Regions from separate parts of the Ovis canadensis genome. Here region 2 is linked to region 1. The links are chromatin contacts, called in public Hi-C maps. All regions are on one chromosome and are shown on one strand. The core of a region is the stretch at or near the end of the contact, and the rest is flanking DNA. Distances in the headings are between cores, read along the strand shown.

Region 1 (2,737 bases), core at 149-2,648:
CTGTGTGTGGGCTCTTGAGTGCAGAGAATGCAACTCCGGCCTCCTCCCTGCTCTCAGGGGAGACTTCAGTCTAGGATGGAACGGAAATGAAGTAAGGAATCAAAGGTAAAGCCACATTGTGCTCAGGCCTTCGGAAGACAGATGAGGGACTTCCCCAGCAGCAGAGCGACTAAGAATCTGCCTGCCAAAGCCGGGGACATGGGTTCAATCCCTGGTCTGGGAAGATCCCACAGGACATGGAGAAATTAAGCGTGTGAGCCACAGCTACTGAAACCCACGCTCAGGAGCCTGGACTCCTCAACAAGAGAAGCCACCGAAGTAAGAAGCCCACACACCATAACAAACAGTAATCCCCGCTCACCACAAGGACAGAGAGCCCACGCAGAGCCAAAACACAGCGCAGCCAAAAAAAAATAAGTAATTGTTTAAATTAAAACAAAAACAGACTAGCTCTCAAAGGTTTTGTCGTGATTAGGGTCTTTATCCGAAGGGCGACAGGGGGCCACGGCAGGTTTAAGCAGGAGAGTGTCACGATTGGGTCTGCATTTTTTGAGTGGATTCCCTCTGACTGCTGTGTGGAGATGGGGCTGACCAGGCAAAAGGAACGCAGAGGGACCTGTGAGGAGGCTGTTGGGATTGTGTGAACAGGAGACGATGCGCTTGGGTCAGGGAACTAGTGAGTAGTGGGTGCATTTAACAGAAATTCAAGAGGTCAAAGGGTGATGGAAATTCAGGAAACCAACCCTGGGACATCACAGACCTGTTTCGTTTCCAGCATCTCCTCAGGGCAGCTCTGCCAAAGCTTCCTGATGCCCAGGTCCGAAGCCCATCAACGCCCCCCTTCTCGACGGGACCAAACGTTTGCTTTTAGGAGGACATTGCTGTGGCTCTGAGATGGGCCTGCCCTCCAGCCCAGGTTCCCGGCACGGTCTGTCCAGAGGAGCCGCATGAAACGGCAGCCCAGCCCCGTCAGCCGGCATCAAAGGCCCCAGTGAGGAGGCGTGGGAAGGGCTATTTTAGGCTCCTTATTTTTAAAGCCGGGGTCAGGGCGCTCCACCCCTTAGCATCTCCAGGACTGGAAGCTTCCATAGGCACCCCCTGACCTCCCACCGGCCCAACCCCAGAGACAGACAGGAATGGCTGCAGGGCTGGACAGTGACCACGGGCAGCCGTAAAAGGGCCCCTCACAATGGCTGGTGAGGGGCTCGGAGCATGGAGGTTCAAGGGCAGCCAGAGTCCTGGGTTCCGACACCAGCTTTTTCACTTTCTCTTGCTTTTAACAGTGGCCTTGGGCAAGTCATTCCCTCCTCTGCTACGCTGTTGCTCCTCTGTAAAATAGGAACCACCCACGGGTTGCTATAGGTCAGAGCTAGTCACCTGACCTATAACAACCTGTAGCTGCTCTGCATGCTGTGACTGACGGGATGTACTTCCAATCAGAGCTCGGGGGACGGGTTTGGGGGGGAGCCCTGAGGATGATGCTCTGCTGCGACCTGGTGGCTGAAACGGGAAGTGGCTCCTGGAGGCCGGAAAGGAGAAGCCGCGCGGACTCTGTGGAGACCAGAGGATAAAGGGAGAGGTCCAGGCGGAAGGAGGGGAGGTTGGGGGACAGAGCACATCCCCCCTGTGACAGACGGACGAGGAGGGGGAGGAGGGGGAAGGGGAAAGACAGGGATTGAATGGGGAGATAGAGATAAAGAGAAAAAAAAAAAAAAGACGCAGGGCTAACAGACAGAAAGATGGAGAAGCAGAGGCACCAGCAGAAATAAATACAGGTCCCCAGGGAGAAGAGAGGGAGAGATAGGGATGGCCCAGTGGCTAAGACTCTATTTCCGAATAAAGTCGCATTCTGAGGTATCGGGGTTAGGGCTTCAACATATGAACTTTGAGGGGGAAAACAATTCAACTCATAATCACCACCAACAACAGCTACTTCCACCCCCCCGGAGAGGAATCTGCCTGCCGGCTGGGGCTGTGTCTGCCTTCCTTTGTAGCCCCTACTTTGCCCATTCCGGGAACAGGTACTCAGTGACTGCCGGCTGAAGAATGAATGAACAAATCGAAGCTGGCAACATTTATTAGTTCCCACTTTCATGATAATTAATCTCTTTAGCTCATTCAATAGGGTTTCCCATTTTTCTAGATTTGAGGAAATGATTTTATATGGAGATATTAAGGGGCAAGCTTATCTAACATGTCCTTGAAGAAGGATGGTTTAGGGCAAAGGGTAGGCTAGGACTGAGCACGCATGCACACATATGCACATGCACACTGCAAGATTTATTACATAGCAATGGTTATTAACATAATATGGCAAGAATACAGAGACACACAAATAGAATAGGAACAGGAGAAAAAGAGCCCATAAATAGACCCCCAGTATATGTGACCATTTACTATGGGACAAAGAGGCAACTTTGCACCACAGTGAGGGGGAAATGGACTTCTCAATAAATTACTCCAGGATAACAGTGATCCAAAGTGGGGGAAAAAGAAATCAAAAGTGAAAAATTAGGTCCCTGCCACATAATATACACAAAAATCAACTCCAGGACAACTGAGAGCTTAAATGGGAAAACTTTAAAACCTGTAGGGAAAAAGTTTGGAGAATATATTCATGACAAATGGGGCAAGAATTTCTTAAAGAAGACACAGCAGACATGGCAGATACAAACGATAAAGGCACAGAGTGATGTTAAATCACATCAAAATTTAAAACTACATCAAAAGACAGCAC
Region 2 (2,705 bases), core at 16-2,515, 170 kb before region 1:
TTGGGGAAAAACAAAAAATCTAAACAAGGTGAATCAGTACCAAGCAAACATACACTAATCTTTCAAACGGATTTTGATTGGACATATTCTTTGCACCCTAAATGTTTCCAAGGAGAAAAAAATGTAAAATTACTGCAGTTAAAAAGCAAATGGGATAGAATAACAAATAATATGCTATTCATGAGACATTGTAAGTTTTGAAACTTGGCTGGTATCACCTTCTTTTTCAGGGTTATTTCTGGCAGTGCTGGGTCTCTGCTGCTGGGTGGACTTTCTCCAGCTGCGGTGAGCAGGGGCCACTCTCCAGTTGTGATGAGCGGGGGCCGCTCTCTTCACTGTGGTGCGTGGGCTTCTCGTTGCAGTGGCTTCTCTTGATGTGGAGCGCGGGCTCTAGATGCGTGGGCTTAGTTGCTGCGGTGCATGTGGGATCTTAGTTCCTTGACCAGGGATGAATGTGTGCCCCTTGCAGGCAAATTCTTAACCCCTGGACCATCAGGTAAGCTCTGGCTTGTATCACTCTTGTATGCAAAACACACAGAGATATGAACATGCTCATGGTTCAAGAGAAAAGGAATATAGGCTTAGCAGCGCTTACTAAGACCTCAGTCGTCTGCATGACACGACTGTTGCCACTCGCCGGGGAGTTCCTTCACATGTAAAAGAGGATGTGGGAAAGTCTCCCCCGTTTTGGCAAATCCTCCTGCTCTGGCTCCTGTGTGAAAAGCCAGGGGACCCCCTCCTGCTCTTGACCTTTGTGCGATGCAGGAAGCAGAGGGCTGTGCTCCACACTTGCAGAGAAGGACGGCTATGTTCTGACAGGGATGCTCTGTGCTAAATTTAAAAACTCTTCCATGAGACCCGAGGGAGGGCTTTGCGAGGGGACTGGAGTTAAAGTTAGTGGTGCCAAAAACATTCCCAGCACATGCGCACAGTTGCTACAAACTCCGTTTGATAAATATAGCTCTCTGCGTCTGACTCAATAAGAGACGATCGGAAATGCTTGTCGGCTCTCGGGCTCTGGGGTGTCGTGTGGAGAGAGCTTGGTCTTTGAAGTCCTGATGCGCATCTGTTTCCAATGGCTTCTTGATTATTCTTTGTGAACAAAACCCAAGATTCCATTTCTATTTTGGAAAATGTTAAAGAACCTCCGATAGTAATGATCTCCATTCTGAAGGAGGCACGTGGGGCCCACAGATCCTGTGTGATCACAGCTGCTCCCGGACGCAGCCACTTTAAATAGGAGACGGTAACGGGTCTGTCAACAGTTTGCGACACCAGCCAAGCCCTCATGCAACATTCAGGCTGTGTCGAAGGACACTGTGGAAACAGGACTCACATGTGCAGTGGTCGGATGTGGCTTTGGAATTACGAGAGAGAGTGTGAGAACTGCGAATTGCCCCCAGGTGAGTTGGGAAATCGTTCAAGGCATGACAAACAATGGGGAAACATACAGAGACACACACACATATCATATTCACAGTGAAACCAGAGCTCAGAGACAATCTGTTTATAAACACAAGTGATTAAGAAGTCTTACATCAAAAATTAATTCTAGAATACCAAAAAGACAGCATGCAACATCAAATGTGAGTTTTGAACCTAAGCCAACAGCTGCCAAAATATTTATAAACATTCCTTTTTTCCCGAGAGGAACAAACTCAGTAACCTCAGACAGAGCTCTGCTTTCCCCAGACCACCCCCAGGGCTCTCTCCTCATGTCTGACAATCAATGGGGACAAGTTTAAGATCAAGGCTATGGTCACACCAATTCTTTCTCTTAACAGATATCTGACTCTAGCTCGAGGGTCGTGACCACATTTCTGCACATTTGCAACATCTTTGTACACAGATGCTCGCTCATATCTGACAGTCAGCTGAAGTGGAAGCAGTGACCCCACCCAACAGATGGTCCAGGGACGCAAACACATCCTCCAGCCTCGACAGCATCCTCACATCCAGGTTCCTGTCTCTTGCACCCTGAGGAATCCTTCGAGGGCGTCACGACAGAATGAGAGGTGCAGAGAAATGTTTCAGCCAAGGTGATGGGGCACACTGGTCAGTGCGGGAATTATCTGATCACAGAAAACAGAAGCAAAAAGACCCTTGGTGACCCCTGGTCACCATCACTGCACAGACACGGGAGGGACGGGAAGAGACTGGGTCTGCAGCGGAGTTCCTCCTCCTCGGCTGGGTGACCTTTCGTGGGGGCAGTGGGGGTGTCCTCTGCAGCACCCCTGGCCTCGACCTGCCAGATACCAGAAGGAGCCCCTCCCCTAGTTGGCACCACCAAAAATGTCCCCAAGTGTTGCCAGGAGCTCCTGGGGTTGAGGATGAGTGCTGGGGAGGGTCTGGCATGGAGTCTGGTTTATTCCACGAGGATTGACGCTGCTGCAGCTTACGGTGTGGCTGCCGGAAGCAGGGTGCCCAGCTCTCTGAACCTGTCCATGTGAGACGCCATGTCTAGCCGCCACCATTCTCATCTCTTGTTATCCATCCATCCCATCCCCACTACCATCCTCTGGATGTCTTCCTGTTGGCCTAGACTCCCCTCCACAGGGGTCACATCAACTGTGATGCTTTAACCAAGCCTGATCAAGGACGTCACAGAGGAAGTAGCACCTTCCAACTCAGTCCTGCAGACCTGAACCATGACCAAGGAGATGGAATTCACTTTTTCAGCCACAAATACACTGTTGGCCTAGAAT

Evidence for each region. A called contact is a pair of places that touch in the nucleus more often than the background predicts.
Region 2: a contact with region 1 is called in a Hi-C map of fibroblasts, with 5 times the contacts expected there. The contact joins two enhancer-like sites. A contact is called at or near these places in 2 of 2 Hi-C or Micro-C datasets (fibroblasts and lung).

Annotation. Positions count from the first base shown.
Region 1 is chr17:75,849,127-75,851,863 of ARS-UI_OviCan_v2, reverse strand. No RefSeq gene overlaps it. Among named protein-coding and RNA genes, the nearest start is that of CRYBB2, 16 kb to the right of the region's middle. Within about 2 kb of position 1,398, the one cell type or tissue checked has open chromatin away from gene starts, as enhancers often do. A contact at or near this core is called in fibroblasts, where this site is marked.
Region 2 is chr17:76,014,816-76,017,520 of ARS-UI_OviCan_v2, reverse strand. All of the region lies in intron 13 of GRK3 (G protein-coupled receptor kinase 3), which reads right to left. Among named protein-coding and RNA genes, the nearest start is that of MYO18B, 39 kb to the left of the region's middle. Within about 2 kb of position 1,265, the one cell type or tissue checked has open chromatin away from gene starts, as enhancers often do. A contact at or near this core is called in fibroblasts, where this site is marked.